Linked DNA regions of Mus musculus: regions 1, 2, 3, 4 and 6 are each linked to region 5. Evidence: chromatin contacts called from public Hi-C, HiChIP or PLAC-seq and promoter capture Hi-C data. All regions are on one chromosome and are shown on one strand. Each heading gives the region's core, a stretch centred on a gene start, on an enhancer-like site or on the middle of the called end of the contact. The rest is flanking DNA. Distances are from core to core; before and after follow the strand shown. Region 1 overlaps Car10 (carbonic anhydrase 10). Region 2 overlaps Car10 (carbonic anhydrase 10). Region 3 overlaps Car10 (carbonic anhydrase 10). Region 4 overlaps Car10 (carbonic anhydrase 10). Region 5 holds the start of Car10 (carbonic anhydrase 10). Region 6 overlaps Car10 (carbonic anhydrase 10).

Region 1 (2,903 bases), core at 4-2,503, 500 kb after region 5:
TGGAATCCACAGTAAAAGAAGCAAACACATTCCTCAGAGGCTCACAGTTTAGTGGAAAGAGTCAGATAGCTAAGTAATTCCTGGGAAGCTGATTTAGCTGGGAAAGTCAGAGTCCTGGGAATGACAGGGAGTTTACCAGGGGAGCTGGGCAAGGATGCTGGGGGTCAGAAAGGTGACATCAATGCCATCCAACATGGCTGAGTACTTTCCTGGATTGAGCCTTGTGCTAGACAGTATTTGTAAAGCATGGTCCTATTTGTTCCTCTAATAGCCTGTGAGGCAAGTATTCTACATCACATCTGTATGCTGTAGACATGGAAACAGAGGCTCTTATCACCTATGGGTCCAAGGTCTTACAGATACAAGCAGCAAAGCCATTATTCAAACTCAGGCCCCAAGCCCAGATTCTTCATGCTGGATGGTTTCAATTTTTGTAGAGGGAAATTAAGAGTAAGCATACAGACGAAAAAGATTGTTACGAAGGGCACAGTGGCGGCTGCTGATCTCAAAAGGGTGGCCACCAAGTGTTGCCATTGTGTCTGACAGAGGGGTGACCAAAAGGACTTTCCCACCAGGACCCCAGCAGATCATGGCTGGAATATGAATGCTATGGTGTTTTGTAAACATGCTGGCACCCTATGAAGAAAATAAACACATAAAACATCATATCTTTTGTTTCTAGCCTGGCTTTCCCCAACCCTTTCCTCAAATATGGCTGTAGCATAGAGGCTGGTCTAATTTCAGGAAAATATAAATCTTCTTTATCTTGGCTCCAGTTCTGCCTAGAATCTCCCTCATGTCTACTGCATTCATCCTTCCCTCCTCCCCACCGCCCCAAATAAAATAAAATAGAATCATAGCAGCGCGCTAGAGTACCCAATATGCTCTTCGTACAAGCTTGGTTAAACAAATCACATTGACCTTTAATAAAAAAAAAACCTGCGGAATGCTTCCTTCTCTCATTCAATATGTTAATCTTCAGGCCAAACCGCCATCAGAGCAAGCCTCATTAAGTCCAAATCTGATCATGCCATCTCTAGTTTGAAAGCCTTCAGTGGTTTCAAACTGCCTCCAGGCTGAAGCCCAAACTCCCAATAGCACAGGCAAGGGCCTCCTGGATGTGGCCTGCATTGACCCTGCTAGCCTCATTTCCCACAATATCCCTCCACCTCCATCCCGCCCACACTTAAGCAGTCCCTAAGTACCACAGCCCTTCAAAACTCCCTCAGCTCTGTCTCCAGTGCCTCTATCTGCAGTACCCTTGACACCTCAACCCCTGCTAGTCACACACTGATTACTTCCTGTCATTCAAGATGCAGTTCAAGGCAGTTCCTCCATTCATCTTTGTCTGAGTCCCCTTCCCCCACTCCAGATAAAGCTGACAGCCTCTCTCTTAGCCCGCACATCACTGTTTGTGACTCCTGCCTGCACTCTCCTAATTATGCCCAGATCCTCTGCTCTGAGCTTGGTGCTAGGAGCACAGGTTCAGCAGATCCTAGAAACCACTGCAGACAGTATGAGATGGATACCCATCTCATTATGTTATTGACTGATCAAACTCAGAAGGACTAGCACGGGGGTGTGTGCTGTGGACATCATGGCTCTGTGATAGGAAACCCTGATATCTCATGCCACAGAATAGACTCTTCCAGGCAGATTCCAGTTGCCGCTTCCCTCTTTGGCTTGTCCTGGGTCCTTACTGTTCCCATACAAAGTGTTTCTATTTAAATGGAAAAGTGTTTACAAGGTGCCAAGCATGGTAGAATACACCTGAAATCCCAACCAATGCTTAAGAAGTAGATAGTTAGTGGTTCAAAGGCAGCCCAGGCTACATGAATGACATCATGTCAAAGAAAAAAAAATGGCTAGAGAGCAGCTAGAGAGCAGCTAGGAGTACTTGCTGCTCCTGGGGAGGACTCAGGAGTTCATTCCCAGAAATCACATCAGGATCAGGTGGCTCACGGCTGTCTATAATTCTAACTCCAGGGGTTCTGGCAGCTTCTTCTGGCCTACAGGGGCATCTGCACTCACATCTGCATTCATGTAGAACCATAAGCAAAGCTAAATTATTTTTAAGAAGAGAGGGAGAATGGGGAGATGGAAGGAAGAATGAGAGGAAAAAGGAAAAGTGGAAGAGAGTGAGGGAGAAATCCTTCATCTTAGGGTCAGTCAAGTTTTTCTCCAAGTCCAGGTTGGCTGATCTCTCTTGGTGCATTGATGGAGATCTGGAGCGGTTCTTGTGGCATAGTAGAGGAGGGAAGGTATAATATTAAAATCGTTAAATAAATCTTGGCTGTGTGGTCCACACTACCCACCCACCAGTGTTCTGGGTTCCTCAATGAAAGACATACACACAACCTTTATATTTTGATATGCCTTAATCAGCTCAATATAAATTCCTAACCTCCACATGGCTAATCCACCTCCCTTCGATAATCCCAAGTTATCACTCACTACATTTCATATTCTACCTGGACTGCCCTGGACCCAGTTGGGCAGCCCTCTTGGGTCACATTCTCCTGGCTCCTACATGGCAGATATACCTCCCTGTTCTGTACCTTCTCAGGCGTGGTGTCTTTTTCTCTCCTTCCCCTTCACCCAGCATGCCTGATCTCTTTCTCCTCCCTCGGTCCCTAGCCTGGGAACCCTAAAAGTCCCTCCTCTGTATGCCTTGCCCAATCACTAGCTGTTGGCAACTTCTCTGATTTACCAATCAGAACCAACAAGCAGCAGGATCCCCGAGAGTCTTATGTCTGGATGTGTGGACTCTCCTGTAAACAATTTTGGGGGGGCCAAACTGACACAAGAATACAAACAACATTAGACCAGACCCACTACGAGAAGATTTTAGATGGAACAGGTAAATGGTAGATGTGTTTACATTTTTTTCAAACTACTAACTT
Region 2 (2,703 bases), core at 33-2,532, 480 kb after region 5:
GTTTCTATTTAGCTCATTATCTTTAACTCTGAAAACATGACTACTCCCCCGTTTAATGCAACACGGGATACTGACAATAATGAATGCTATTCAGAGTCATTCATTCAGAGTCACAAATCACTTTCCTGGCACAATCTTGTTAATTCCCAACCCAGCCAGTGCAAAGCACTGACACCATTACAGAGAGATCCATGATGCATTGGCTGTGACAGTGTTGTAAAGGGCAAAGCTATAGAAAGGCAGGAAAGCTGGCTCAATGCGTTTTGGAGTTTTCATGCAGGGAGGAGGCTACTAAGAGAGTTTGGGTAGATTTATATGTGTGAACTGGAACAAAAAGGCAGAATGAAATAAACTTTAGAATTGCAATTGTAAATTATTCCATTTTATTGTTTCTGATGGTATTGCTGTTGCTGTTTCTGAGACATGTCTTGGGTATCCCCAATTGGTCTCAATCTCACTAAGGAGTTGAGGATGGCCTTGAACCCTGATTTTTTTTTGCCTCCACCTCCCAAGTGCTGAGATTTCAGGAGTTCACCACCAAGCTCAGTTTATATGGTGCTGGATTTTGAACCCAGAGAAAGCAAGAGTTCTGCCAACTGAACTGTGTGTTCCCATCCCTCTATTGTTTAAGATTATTTGCATGTGTGCAGCTATGTACTTTATAAGCAAAGAAAACCATCTGGGTGGATTTATACTGAGTTGCTAATTTTTCTATCATGTGAGCTAGAGTTAGATGGAGACAAGGGAACTGTTAGACACATCTACATTTTTAAATTTGTTACCATAAAGTATGCGTTCATATTATTATAAAACTTTATTAAAAAATGCCTATAAGGTACATCTTAAAAGGGATAATCACACTAATTTTTTATGGGAAGAGAACAGGTTCTTGGTGAAGTGGTAAAAAATCTGATCATGTGGATAAAAGTCTATAGTGTGCTCATTTAGGCATATGCACATGCCATATTCCACAATGCAAGTTTTAAAGAATGAGGTAATGGAGAGAAACGCATTTCAACACAACTCAAATCCAGGACTCTTCCTGCACACACACACATGCACACACACACATACACACACACACACACACACACACACACACACACACACACACACACACACACACACACAACAGTGCTCACTGCACCAATCTTAGCAGGCAGTCACAGGTTTTGGTTAGAGGATGGGGAAACAAAATTTTGCAAAACCCAGTGAACCAGATGAACGGGCTGGCACTTCATGAGACAGAACCATCCACTCTCCCATCTGCAGAGCCAAGCATCCTACACACTGCCAATCTCCTCCCAGAGCCATGGGGATGGCTCAGAGTCTAACAGATCCTTGCTCACCCAAGGCTACCAGCAAGATTTACTCACTGCCAGTGGTAGCTGTTGGCGCTGCTGGGAGATGCCCACACCTGAAGGGCTGTTCCATTTCCTAATGTGGAAAATTCACTTAAAGATCACTTTAGGAGAAATATCCTGGGAGGGATGAAACACCAGATGGGTATAATCTTATTAAAAACATCATTGTTACCTCAACATGTTTGCAAATATGTGTAGATATGTCCATATCTCTCTCTCTCTCTCTCTCTCTCTCTCTCTCTCTCTCTCTCTCTCTCTCTCTCTCTCTCTGTGTGTGTGTGTGTGTGTGTGTGTGTGTGTGTGTGTGTATTATACACATAGATTCTATTTACACCTCCCTCTGAAATTTCACCAAGTAAAAGCGCATCCTTCTGATTGGAGGAACCAGACAGGTCAGGGACACCACAAGAACATGGCCCACAAAATCAACTGACCTGGACTTACAGAGGCTCACAGAGATCAGGATGCATGTAGGGGTCTGACATAGGTCCTCTGCATATATGTTATAGCTGAATAGCTTGGTGTTCTTGTGAGAACCCTCACAGTGAGAACAGGGGCTGTCCCTAACTATTTTGCCTACTTGTGGAACCCTTTTCCTCCTACTGGGTTGGCTCATCCAGCCTTGATGTGAGAATATATGCCTGGTCTTACTGTAGTGCGTTACACCATGTTTGGTTGATATCCCTGGGAAGCCTGCTCTTATCTGAAGAAAGGCAGAGGAGGGGCAGATCTAGGGGAGACAGGAAGTAGGGGAGATAGACTTGGGTGAGGGAAGGGAGGAGATACTGCAGTTGGGATGTAATACATGAGAGAAGAATAAGAAAAAGCATAGCCTTCTACTAGTCTCTCCGTATGCTTGCAATTCACCCTCGTATTGGAAGATAGGCTGTGCCTGATACCTTTCAAGCCAGGATTGTTGTTCTTATTCCTGATTTCCCTTCCTACCAGGTACAACTCATCCACTATAACCACGAGCTATACACAAATGTCACAGAAGCTGCGAAGAGCCCGAATGGATTGGTGGTAGTTTCTATATTTATAAAAGTAAGTCTTGCATGATTCCTGTACTCTGCTTGCCACCCCCTCCCGCGCCCCCCCCCCAATACCAACCAGAGCATCATTCTACAGTCTCTGTTGTAATTTTAAAAAGTTAAAGAAGTAATGTCAATTCATACCCATGCCTGCAGTAACGTTGGGGTCTTAGGACTTTTATAACCATGAGATTCATAAAAGATTCGGAGCTCTGGAAGTGAGGTGCAGAAGGGACAGGTTCCATTTCAGAGCTTTGGGAGCTGAAGGTTTGGGGAGCCTCCATCCTAGAGAGAAAGCAACTGCGATT
Region 3 (2,827 bases), core at 121-2,620, 420 kb after region 5:
GGTTCTAAAAGTTTCATTTGAAGGCTGATCAACAACATTGCTTCTGAACCCATGGGGCAACAACCCCTGAACGTGGAGATGTGGGACAAAACAGCTTATTCTATGACCTATGACCTCTAAGTAAAAGAGGTAGAAGGAAGGGTAGGCTATCCAGAAAGCTTCCAGGAGGCTCCACCTCTTAAAGCTTTCCAATTGCTGCCACATTGGGAACGGAGCCTTTAGCCACTAGGCCTATAGGGGGCACTGCAGATGCAAGCTAGAGCAAATTCTCTTCCTGCTTGCTTCTCAGGAGGGCTAGAGATGGTGACTATTGATGCTTAAAGCAGCTCCCAAGGGAGGTTTCTCTGATCAATACTCAAGTGAAAACTCTCACCATTATCATTAGCCATTCCTATGCCTGTCATCTTCATCATGTGTTTGCAGGGAGACCAGAAGATGCAAACACAGATTCCCCGAGCCTTGGAGGCTTGATAAAGCAGGGGCATACCTGAGGCTTAGGACAGGACTTTCATGGAGGAGATGGAGTCCCTGTGGGTCTTCAGGGACAGGCATGGTTTGATTTTATTCTCAAGTCAGTCCTTAGAAGTTGTATTTTCACTTGCAAAATCCTCATTGCTTTAGAGAGCACATAATGTGGTTTGACTTGACGTTGAGGAGCTATCGTGATAATATTTCAAGAAAACAAAATAAAAAGAAACACTTACCCATGAACCTCCAACTCAACAAATCAAATTGCTTTCTTTATTTCCCAAGTTCAGCTAAAAGGTATTTTAGGCAAAGACGAAAATGAATAATGACACTGCATTTGGGGCTATTTGGGCTTCCCTTTACCTTATCCTGAAGATGGGAACACTGACCCACTCTATCACATTGTGGGTGCCTGGCTGATGCTCACAGAGAACCAAATGTATTCCAAAATTCACGTTAGTTGATGCTACATAGCCCAGCTCACCCTTCCTAGTTCATATGAGAAAAAACAAACAAACAAACAAACATGACTTCCTTAAGTAGAAAGTATGTGTGAAGAGCCACTTGATTGTAGCATGAGTCCTAGCCAAAGAATTAATTGGTTAGGCGATTCTTTTACATAGTCTGTTAATTCACTGGAATGGGGTGTGCCTGCCACCCTGCAAGGACAGCTACACGGCCACACTTACTTCTACCATTTAGAGTGGCCCTCTTCAAAATCCCTTGCACTCTCTAATGCTCTCATTCTTCTCTAGCCTCCTCCCAAATTCCCAGCTGTTTCATACTCCATCAGGCCGGCCTGTTGCTGCCATTCTGCCCCAGGCCCACATAGCCCCGCAGTACTATGGGGATCCAGGACTCAGCACAAAGATGTCAGAGCCATCGGCTTTGCTCACAGGTGCCCAGAGCGATGCCATGCATGCTGTGGACACCCAGTAAACACAAGCTGACTGGCTGCAGTGGTGCCCAGATAATGAGTGCCAGGCTTTTTATCTGTGCTCAGAAATACAAGGACAGATGGAGAAGAGGGCAGAGGGGGGGAAACGGTTTCACAAGGAGGCCCCAGCTAGTGCTACACCAGCACGCTTGTCAAGCAGAAAGCATTCTGACTTCAGAGAAGATAAAAGGGTCAGCAAGAACCCTATATGAATGGCAAGTATGTTTAAAAAAAAAAAATTCGGTCAGATCCTGTTTTTCTCACATCAAAGGAAAGATGAACTGACTGGGTTTCACAAAAAAGAAAAGAAAAAAAAACACTTCCCCAGTGACCTAGAAGAATATACACACATTGGTAATTCTTTGAAATTACAAGACATTACTTCCCTAAAAAAAATGTGTCTTTTCCATAGATAACTGTAGAATCACTTAATGGAGAACGTACCCAGTCCCTGCTTAGTACCAAGGGGCATGCCTGTCCCACACTGCATCCCAGGCACTAACAGAGCACTTACTAGCTGTGTATGTCCTCAGAGAATGCATCCTGCTCTTAGACCTCTTGCTTCAATGTCATGACTCACCAACCAGATTCAGTCTCATCCTTTGAACTTACCATTCGGCACTCGGGCTTCTGCCAACCTTGAGCCGCCGTTCTCATCATCTACATGGGCTAGGCTAGCCTGAAAACACACGTGCCTGGGGTTAACCGGGCACTGATATCACTTGCCTGCACTATTTACTGTGTGTCGCTCGTGTGTCCCAGTCCTGTGAGTGGAAACTCTTAATGACTCATTGATTAAAAACTGCCTAAGTTCTGGTATTCTAACTGCATCTTCCCGATCAGTCAAGTACTCTTGTCTATCTATACAGGAGAAGAGTGAACTTTATACGGAGCCTTTATTTCCTAGAAGACAATAATTGGGTGGGGGATGGGTACCCAGATTTGTTAAGGAAAGAACTGACTAGTGTAACCTAATGAGAAAGGACCAAAAAGATAAAGGCAAGTAAGCTTAAAACCCAGCTTTGCCAATGACCATGAGGCCTTGGGCAAGTCACTTGCTGATCTAGGCTTCATTTTCCATTCATAAAATGAAATGGTTGCACCACATGATCCTCCAAATGCCCTCCGGATTTAATATACTCTGATTCTTTTATTACAAGTCTGCTTTTCTCAGATTCCATTTTCTCATTTGGAAAATAATGATAATATGTCTAGTCCAAATTTCCTCTCAGGGCTATTGTAAGTGTCAAATAAGAAAATGCATGAAAGTCTGGGGCACATTGTTAATTTGGGTGAGTGGGCAGGGACTAGGAAGGCCCTGAAGCCATCATGCAACCCACTGCTCTTCGGTGAAGTTCCTCATATGAGCTGTGACTGTGAATAGGCAGCCCTCTTCCTCCTTTGTCCAATTAGAGAAGGGTT
Region 4 (2,700 bases), core at 110-2,609, 370 kb after region 5:
CCACCACAAACCACATACATGTACACACTCACACAGAGAGAGAGAGAGAGAGAGGGGGGGGGAGGGAGGGAGGAAGGGAGGGAGGGAGGGAGGGAGGGAGGGAGAGAGAGAGAGAGAGAGAGAGAGAGAGAGAGAGAGAGAGAGAGAGAGAGAGAGAATGAGAATATGCTGCCCATCCGGCTTGCAAGCTCTCATTAGCATTAAATGCCAAGTTTCCGGAATCCAGGCGCCTTGGTTACAAGTAAATCGGACATTGCTGCATTAATGTGGTAATGGAAATATAATGAAGGAATTTATTGTCCCTGAAAGACAATGTCTGCCACACAAACCCCACGGGATCACCAGACTGTAAGTGCAGCTCCACGCCTCCAACTCCACTAGCCCATAATTATCTCGGGAGGACCATGACCCTCCAGTTCTCCCTATTAAAAGTATATTTCCTTACAAAGTGAACTGTGCTTTATTGAATTGCATCATTTTGATCACTGGAAATTGACATATTGGGCTCATTAGCCAGGAAGTTGGATAGTTAATTTATGAGGCTTCTCAGAACCTGTCCCAGGCTAGTCATTGAGAGAACACAACAGCCTACGATGAGATGGGAGAAAGTTACTCCAGCGATTGCTTTATTTTCCTCTCATTATAGAAATAATGAACAAAAAACTTCTCTGCTACAGATATTGCCTTCCAGTCTCTCTCTCTTTCTCTCTCTCTCTCTCTCTCTCTCTCTCTCTCTCTCTCTCACTCACACACACACACACACACACACACACACACACACACACATACACACACACACACACACCAGAACGATTGTACTTTCTTATAACTAAATACTGTTTGATGGGTATGCAGGCTTACTGCGCTCATTAGCACCGTTTTCCTCTTAAAATGCTTCAACTGTGGAGATGAAAAGATGATCTAAGTCTTTGCCTTCATCTTTAATATTTAAAACTGTTCACACAACCTTTAAAAAAAATCAAATATTGATGCTGTTACCTGTTGTTCTTCAAAGTGGAGCAATTATACTGCAGGTCCTTCGAATATGCCTGCTTTTGTTAGAATGAGCACGAGGATGTCAGGGAGACATTTCTTTTCCCTGTCTGGGGCCTCCACCCTCCTCTGCCTCGGGTGGGAATCAGGGGAAAGCTTTTGACTCTTAATAAGGAAACGCGCTGAGACAGCTTCCCAAAAGCACCTAGTGGGCAGGCTGGCGGGGGATATGAGACTCAGGGAGCATCCTCAAAGTAGATTCTGTAGAATGGCACTGTGCCCTTGGAGCGATACAGGCTCCAGGCTCTCAGCCAGTTTGCCCACAGGAGGCCAGCTTTCTTCCACCTCTGCAACCTAGATTCTTGGGGAGCAGCCATTTTGTCTGGGATGGTTCCATACTGCCCTCTAGTGGCTGTGTCTAGAACCTCCGTGTCTAACAGTCCATAACTATTTTTCAGCAATCCCTTGCTGAGGAGTTCCCATGTCAGATACCGGGGATATGGAGACAAATGAGATGCACACCATGATCGCTAATTCTTCATGGTATCTGTAGGAAGAAACATTCATGAAAGCGGTTATAAAGCATGCTGATGAGTTCGGACACGTGACCACATGCAGAGTGCCCTGACAACACAGGAGAACATCATCCCACCCGTGGGGTTCCATGGAGGTGGATGAGATAGATGGTCCTGAAGAATTGAGAAGGGGGAAATGGGAATAGAAGAAAGGAGGCATCGCTTAGGCTCTGCTGGTCAAGACCTGTTATGCCACTACAAATGTGTGTTGTTAAGAGGACAATTACGTGCTGTGTCATTGAGATGAAAACAGTGCTTTTAGGGTACATTTCCTTACATCTCTTTGGGGTGCTTTCTGCAAAGGATGGCATGTCATTGCTTTATTAGCAGCATAACTTTTTCCTTGCAGAATGGGATGTTAAGTCATGCCATATCTTACTGTATAGAGCATCTGAGATTCGAGAAGTTAAGATGCTAGTTGTGGATGAACGAAGAGTTAGGGGTAGTGCAAGATGGGGGAACTGTAAATGAATGGCTGTGGAGACACAGACAGTGAGGCATCCCATGGAAAACTCAAAGACATGCATTCTTTGAAACGTCCCAAATACTTATAAGAAGTGGAACAAAACAAGAGGCAGTCCTGCTGTGGGGGGCATGGGGCGGGGGGAGAAGAGATTACTTGGAAAACATAGTAAATTCATGCCTTGCCATGAACATTCCAAACTCACTGATGAATTACATAGTGTGGAGGAGGAAGGCATCACGAACTGACCTCATGAGGAGAAATCCAAGCATCCTTCTAAAAGAGTAGGATGCAGAGATGTAGAAACGGGTTGCATAGCTCCCCCTTGGCCCTCTCAGTTCACAACCATTTCCTGCTGCTAAGAACCAGGAACAGAGGACCATGTTTAACTGGCTCTTACTCCACTGGGGAATACACTCTCCTGCTACCAGCAGGATCAATTGTACGAATAATTTCATGGCCACTCAGCACTTTGGTCATGGGTGAAATAAAAAGGTACTGTTTGCTTTCCCCTGTTAGATACCCAGGTTGTGGGCTCAAAACAAACAAAAAAAAAAACAAAAAACAAAAAACAAAAAACAAAAAACAAAAAACAAAAAAAAAACAAAAAAAAGCACACCACTGCACACACTACACTACCTTTCCTCAATGGGCATTTTATTATACTGG
Region 5 (2,822 bases), core at 177-2,676:
GGCAAAATGTACAGGAAGGCACAATCTCTGAGCTCTGTGATAAACACCCATCGTGCTTTTCAGTTTTAAAACCACAACACTGTACTACAATGCTTGATGTATATAAGTCAGTCACTTGATATTTGCATAATCCGTTAATAAATGAATGGTTATGTGGTATAAAACCCAGTCACTTTGCTTGCACATCCAGAGAGAAAGCTCTCCTGCTGTCAGTAAACCAGCTTGGAATCACAGAAGGTAGGTCGCTATCCGTGGTGCTGACCTACGATGGCTCTGTTCACATTTGGCAAACTGCTTTCTTCTCTCTCTGCTCAAAAAAATCCCTTTCATGCAGTCTACTTTCAAGACACGGAGACAAACACTCCCCTCTATGTTTCCCAAATGGGCTAATTCTCACCGTCTCTGATTCTATTAATGTTCTCAAGTCTCAATGTCTTTCCTGCTGAGTCTCAAAGTTCTCTACCTAAAAAGCATGGATTTATTTCATCCGAGCCTCGATTTTTAATGCGTTGGCCACCTGGAGTCCTTGGCTGTCGTCTCAGAGGGGGGAAAAAATTCCCTCGGCCACACCTCCTTCTTAAAGAGTAGGCAAGACTGCCAGCGGTTCTTTTTTAGGATCCCCGGAGGCTGCAGAACCGCACACTCTGGTTTCTGCAGTCAGCTAGCTGCTTTCCTTCCTCTCTCAGCGCCAGCCCCCACACCCCCACTGCTCCCCTCCGGGTCTCATGACGCCCGACTTCCCAGTACAGAGAATCTCTAGACTTCCTAGACTCCATTCAAGAATCCGGGGAGCCCTCTGGTGTAACTACTTTGGCTCTTATGCCGCACCCTTAGATGCCACACAGTCTGGATGTTCGCTGTGTTTGCTGCATCTACTGTGCAGATCAAAAAACATGGTTCTTTCCCACCTTCTTCCTTTCCACTTCTCCACTCTTTCTATGCTTATTAGATCGAGGCTCACAGTGAAACAGCTTCTAAGCATCAGCAATTTAAAAGTACAAAAATATTCCCTGTGGGTTGTGCGTGTGTTTGTTGTGTGTGTCCATCCGCGCTTATGCAAAGCCTCCCAACGTCACACTTGGGTATCCGGACAAGCTTCTCCACAAACCCCAGATCTTTCCAGGGATTCCCTCTGCCCTGCCCTCTTCTTCTTCAGCACCCTTAAAAGAGGTAGGTCTGGGGCTTTCCGCCAGCCACTCCTGCCTTGATAGACGCACACAAATCTGCTGCAGTTTTTCCTTCCCTGTTCACCCCTAGCCCTTTTAGGCGAGCAGTCCGGAGCGCAGGATTTCCTAGCATTTACCCTGCATCCGCACTGCATTCCCAGGCCGCCCTTCCAGGGCTAGACCTTCTGCAGACCCGGCGGCTCCGGCTCCGCCTGGGTGGTGGGTGGTGCTCTCGCCGCCCCCTCCTTCCCCTGGGGCCCGAGAGAGCCGCGCGCTGGGCAAGAGTGCGCGCGCGCCGGCTTGCTGGGGGAAAATCTCCTTCCCTGGAAGCTGCTGAGTGTCGCTGACCGAGAGTATCCCGGGGTCCATCAAAAGCCACCAAAGCGTTTGAGAGCTTTTCTAAAGAAAAACGGTGAAAGAAAAACAAGAAGGGAAACCCGTTTCCCGGGAGGCCTGGGTTTCCGATGGTATCGGATTCTCCCGTAGCTGCTCTGATAGGGATGCGGTTGGCGGCCGCTGGTACCCGGACTTAGAGTGTCCGTTGCGAGAGGAGGGAGGTGAGGGACTTGCGGGCAAGAGTTGCACCTGATCAGGGAATCTGCGAAGAGAACTGTGGGGTAAGTAGCTTTCTTCTGGCATCCGAGCAGGATGGGGGCGGGGGGGGGGGGAAGGAGGGAGCAGGAGAGGGACGAAAAGGAGAGGGCAGGGAATGGATTATGAAAGAAAGAAAGAAAAAAAATCCTTCAAATTCCGCTGCAGAGGGAATGAGCACAGCGCAGTCCTTCCAAGATGAGTCCCGCACGGCTTTTCTGTAGTGAGCGAACAGCCGAGAAGTTCTTTTTAAAGAAAAAAGAAACTCCAAGCTCCTGGAGGGGAAGCGGGGCAGCCGGGCGGGGCGGAGTTCCAAGGCTGGCGCCTAGGGTCCCGGCCGAGGCAGTGGCCTGAAGTGCTGACTCCCAGCTACTGCTCCTTATGTCCTCGCCGCCCTCCCCGGGACGGACTTTTTGCCTCCGCCCCCGGGTGCCTGGCCGCCCCGCTGACGTGGGGACTCCGGGCGGCCGCACGGAAGCTCACCTGGCCGAGCCTTCTCCTTCCCCTCCTCCTCGTGCTCCCGCCCCCACCTGCCCTCCTCCTCTCCAAGTGGGAAGGCGTCGGGATCCGTAGGCGAGGAAATAACGACCCCTGCAGTTGCATTGCGGAAAATCTCGGCGGCGGTGCTAGTTGCGGGCGATGGAAGCGAGGCAATTGCGGGGTCTGGGGAGCCCTGGAAAATAGCAGAAAAGCGGAAAGCGCGCGTGCAACGAGGGGGAGTCAGTGAGACTCCCGACGCACCCCAGTCCTGGGAGCCTAGCCTTGGGCTCGGCGTCCTGGAAGCATCGCCTGAAGCCAGCTTGGAGGCGGCAGGCGGCTCGAGGACTTGGGGAGCAGGGAGGGTCAACGGAGGCAGCTGGTGACCTGTGTTTGCGGGCAATAATCCCCGCTTCTCTTTCTTTCTCTGTGTGCGGTGTCTGCTCCTCTCTCCCCACCCCTCCGGAAGCAGGAGAACTGGCCTGATCAGAGACAGCAGTCACCCTTTGACCATGCCCCGGTGAAGGGGGGCGGACTTCGAGGGCAACTTGTCGCGGACTACCTGGGCTCAGCTAGCCTACGGAAAGA
Region 6 (2,706 bases), core at 31-2,530, 260 kb after region 5:
GGGTATTCTACATTTCTTTGCTAATATCCACTTATCAGTGAGTGGATATCATGGGTGTTCTTTGGTGATTGGGTTACCTCACTCAGGATAATATCCTCCAGATCCATCCATTTGCCTAAGAATTTCATAAATTCATTGCTCCATTCCTCTGTTGAGGGACATCTGGGTTCTTTCCAGCTTCTGGCTATTATAAATAAGGCTGCTATGAACACAGTGGAGCATGTGTCCTTATTACAAGTTGGAACATCTTCTGGGTATAAGATGGATCTTCTGGTAGTACTATGTCCAACTTTCTGAGGAACCACCAGTCTGATTTCCAGAGTGGTTGTACAAGCTTGCAATCCCACCAGCAGTGGAGGAGTGTTTCTCTTTCACACATCCCTGCCAGCATCTGCTGTCACCTGAATTTTTGATCTTAGCCATTTTGACTGGTGTGAGGTGGAATCTCAGAGTTGTTTTGATTTGCATTTCCCTGATGATTAAAGATGTTGAACATTTTTTCAGGTGCTTCTCAGCTATTTGGTATTCCTCAGTTGAGAATTCTTTGTTTAACTCTGTACTCCATTTTTAATGGGGTATTTGATTTTCTGGAGTCCAGCTTCTTGAGTTCTTTGTATATATTGGATATTAGTCCCCTATCAGATTTAGGATTGGTAAAGATCCTTTCCCAATCTGTTGGTGGCCTTTTTGTCTTATTGACAGTGTCTTTTGACTTACAGAATCTTTGCAATTTTATGAAGGACTGAGACCCTGTTCATTTTTAAATGGTGCTGTATTAGTGATAGTCTGTTTAAATCTGCCGGATGATTATGGAACTTGTTTCACAGAGGTCAGTGTTGACAATGGGCTACAGAACCTGAAGTTTTCTGCTCAGTCAGTACATACACACTTAACAACCTTTTGTTGTCTGTCTTAGCAGTGAGGTGCTTACTAAATCTACTAATGAGCTCTGTCTTTAAGTCCTCCCCAACACCCATGGCATAATCACCAAAATTCTGGTGAGCATACATGTGCCTAGACATGGGACTCAAGAGAGCAGAGTTCTGGTAAGCACTCAAGAGTCCCTTCTTCAAGAAACCCATGATCTTGCCAGGGATATTTTGCTGAGTTATGATCAATACCTCTGTGGAGTGTGAGAGTGCCATGGGAACACAATCTAATAAGCAGCTTCATTTAGGATACTTGGAGCCAGTCTTCTCCTAAGATGTGGTAGTCTTCATCACCACCACCACCACCACCACACCCTCCCAATAAGCTACTCTCCCTTTCTACCTCATTCTTTCAGATAGCTCTGTCCATGGTGCTGAACTCCTACCTAATAACTAGGCATCATGCGGAATACTACCAAAGATCTATAAGGGATGTTCCCATCTTAAACTTTCTGGTGAGTTTTGCAGTGGTCCTGGCAATGTCTTTTAGTAACAATGCCTGAAGAACACATGAATAAATTTATACGTAGGGAAACTAAAGTCTGAAGAAGCCTAGTAACTTAATGTGGATCACAAAACAAGTTCATGACAGAATCAAGGCCAGTTCCCAAACCTCATGACTTTTAAATATCTGTGATGGACCCTTCTTACATGTGGATCATTTACTATGGCTTCTGCTATCCATGGTATATATGAAATTGAAAATTTGAGGAAGAAATGATTTATCAATTTTCATTTGTATGCTATTCTGTGTAACATTATGTAACATTATCAAGATACCATTATTTAGTTCCTCCCATGCCCAGGATGTAAAGCACCCTTGTGTCCAGTCTATCCCCCTGCTACATGTTACCTACATGTTAGTAGCTATCTTAGTTGTCAGACTGATTGCATCTACATTGCCACTTATGTTAAAACAACTCTCCCCACAATTTCCTGATGGGAAGGTCTGTTCTTACTATAGATCCTGTCAACATCAAGAAGAAACTATCTTTATTCCCTTGTTAAACTTTATCCTTTTCAGTTAAAAGAGGAAGTTTATGGCTTCTCTTTGACCCACCCACGTTGCCAGCATGGCTACTTTGGGGATTTTGAAGAAGGAAAAGGAGCTGCACATTAATTTTTTTGCACACATCCAACTAAAGTTAGAAAAAGTTAGAGTTCCAGTTGTAGCAAGTACTTCAGTAGGATAGAAAAGCCATTAAACCTGTGTGTTAAGACACATATAATATATATGAAGTTCAATACTCATGGATTCATGGATTCATGGGTTTAGTCAATCTGAAGGGTTTTATGACATACTTTTCATACTTAAAGGTGATTGTTGTACTCTTTCCACCCCACTGAGTTCTCACTGAACTGCTTATGCCTCCAAGATCTTTTGTATGCATTGTAAAGTGTGTGTTCTTGTGCTTGTGATGAAACAAGCACTCGTGATTATTCAGTGTTCAAGACTAAAGTTCTTATAATTAACGTTAATCACAATGAACTTCTCCACCTTGATATTGTTTTTATGGCTACTCTTAAAAAACAATGGCCCTTTCTAAAATTGGATTCCCTTTGAGTTTCCTCCTCTTTGTAATTTACACTTTATAACTATTATAAGGCATCATCTTACTTCACTGCATTTTAATATCTCTAGACATACATGTATATTTATAAATGTGTCTTTATTTAATGTGAGCAAAATAATTTAGCTTAAACAGCATTGTTTTTCATGTATGTGTGTGTGTATATGTGTGTGTATTTGTGTGTGTGTGTGTGTGTGTGTGTGTGT

Evidence for each region. Promoter capture Hi-C pulls out the DNA fragments that hold promoters and counts their contacts. A called contact is a pair of places that touch in the nucleus more often than the background predicts. HiChIP or PLAC-seq counts read pairs in DNA pulled down with a chosen protein or histone mark.
Region 1: a contact with region 5 is called in an H3K4me3 HiChIP or PLAC-seq map of neural tube, with 9 times the contacts expected there. The contact joins the enhancer-like site here to the promoter of Car10 in region 5. A contact is called at or near these places in 5 of 39 promoter capture datasets (the 3T3-L1 cell line, embryonic stem cells, hippocampal neurons and 1 more), 1 of 484 Hi-C or Micro-C datasets (cerebral cortex) and 4 of 115 datasets of contacts at active chromatin or transcription factors (embryonic stem cells, neural progenitor cells, neural tube and 1 more).
Region 2: a Hi-C map of cerebral cortex shows a contact between it and region 5, with 2.6 times the contacts expected there. The contact joins the enhancer-like site here to the promoter of Car10 in region 5. A contact is called at or near these places in 5 of 39 promoter capture datasets (the 3T3-L1 cell line, frontonasal cranial neural crest, hippocampal neurons and 2 more), 2 of 484 Hi-C or Micro-C datasets (cerebral cortex and cortical neurons) and 2 of 115 datasets of contacts at active chromatin or transcription factors (embryonic stem cells and neural progenitor cells).
Region 3: an H3K27ac HiChIP or PLAC-seq map of VIP interneurons shows a contact between it and region 5, with 5 times the contacts expected there. The contact joins the enhancer-like site here to the promoter of Car10 in region 5. A contact is called at or near these places in 6 of 39 promoter capture datasets (cranial neural crest, frontonasal cranial neural crest, liver and 2 more), 5 of 115 datasets of contacts at active chromatin or transcription factors (SST interneurons, VIP interneurons, embryonic forebrain and 2 more) and 1 of 9 other capture datasets (embryonic stem cells).
Region 4: an H3K27ac HiChIP or PLAC-seq map of VIP interneurons shows a contact between it and region 5, with 6 times the contacts expected there. The contact joins the enhancer-like site here to the promoter of Car10 in region 5. A contact is called at or near these places in 8 of 39 promoter capture datasets (embryonic stem cells, frontonasal cranial neural crest, hippocampal neurons and 3 more), 10 of 484 Hi-C or Micro-C datasets (brain, cerebellar granule neurons, cerebellum and 4 more), 11 of 115 datasets of contacts at active chromatin or transcription factors (VIP interneurons, embryonic basal ganglia, embryonic forebrain and 7 more) and 2 of 9 other capture datasets (embryonic stem cells and liver).
Region 6: a promoter capture Hi-C map of second pharyngeal arch cranial neural crest shows a contact between it and region 5, with 2.5 times the contacts expected there. The contact joins the enhancer-like site here to the promoter of Car10 in region 5. A contact is called at or near these places in 4 of 39 promoter capture datasets (cranial neural crest, frontonasal cranial neural crest, maxillary cranial neural crest and 1 more), 1 of 484 Hi-C or Micro-C datasets (nephron progenitors), 1 of 115 datasets of contacts at active chromatin or transcription factors (stem cell-derived neural progenitor cells) and 4 of 9 other capture datasets (adipose tissue, embryonic stem cells, liver and 1 more).

The regions. Positions count from the first base shown.
Region 1 is chr11:93,592,923-93,595,825 of GRCm38.p6, forward strand. The region is part of intron 7 of Car10 (carbonic anhydrase 10); the gene reads left to right. Among named protein-coding and RNA genes, the nearest start is that of Gm24856, 180 kb to the left of the region's middle. Within about 2 kb of position 1,254, at least 10 of the 459 cell types and tissues checked have an H3K27ac peak or open chromatin away from gene starts, as enhancers often do. A contact at or near this core is called in neural tube, where this site is marked.
Region 2 is chr11:93,576,354-93,579,056 of GRCm38.p6, forward strand. Car10 (carbonic anhydrase 10) reads left to right here. Exons shown (of 10, transcript NM_001361708.1): 6 at 2,313-2,408. Among named protein-coding and RNA genes, the nearest start is that of Gm24856, 160 kb to the left of the region's middle. Within about 2 kb of position 1,283, at least 11 of the 459 cell types and tissues checked have an H3K27ac peak or open chromatin away from gene starts, as enhancers often do. A contact at or near this core is called in cerebral cortex and cortical neurons, where this site is marked.
Region 3 is chr11:93,514,366-93,517,192 of GRCm38.p6, forward strand. The region is part of intron 5 of Car10 (carbonic anhydrase 10); the gene reads left to right. Among named protein-coding and RNA genes, the nearest start is that of Gm24856, 100 kb to the left of the region's middle. Within about 2 kb of position 1,371, at least 5 of the 459 cell types and tissues checked have an H3K27ac peak or open chromatin away from gene starts, as enhancers often do. A contact at or near this core is called in VIP interneurons, where this site is marked.
Region 4 is chr11:93,470,657-93,473,356 of GRCm38.p6, forward strand. All of the region lies in intron 4 of Car10 (carbonic anhydrase 10), which reads left to right. Among named protein-coding and RNA genes, the nearest start is that of Gm24856, 59 kb to the left of the region's middle. Within about 2 kb of position 1,360, at least 27 of the 459 cell types and tissues checked have an H3K27ac peak or open chromatin away from gene starts, as enhancers often do. A contact at or near this core is called in VIP interneurons, cerebral cortex, embryonic basal ganglia and 1 more, where this site is marked.
Region 5 is chr11:93,096,940-93,099,761 of GRCm38.p6, forward strand. It overlaps Car10 (carbonic anhydrase 10), which reads left to right and starts at 1,427. Exons shown (of 10, transcript NM_001361708.1): 1 at 1,427-1,783; 2 at 2,707-2,822.
Region 6 is chr11:93,360,476-93,363,181 of GRCm38.p6, forward strand. All of the region lies in intron 4 of Car10 (carbonic anhydrase 10), which reads left to right. Gm35002 (a long non-coding RNA gene) reads left to right here. Exons shown (of 2, transcript XR_388957.4): 1 at 1-2,706. Among named protein-coding and RNA genes, the nearest start is that of Gm24856, 51 kb to the right of the region's middle. Within about 2 kb of position 1,281, at least 3 of the 459 cell types and tissues checked have an H3K27ac peak or open chromatin away from gene starts, as enhancers often do. A contact at or near this core is called in second pharyngeal arch cranial neural crest, where this site is marked.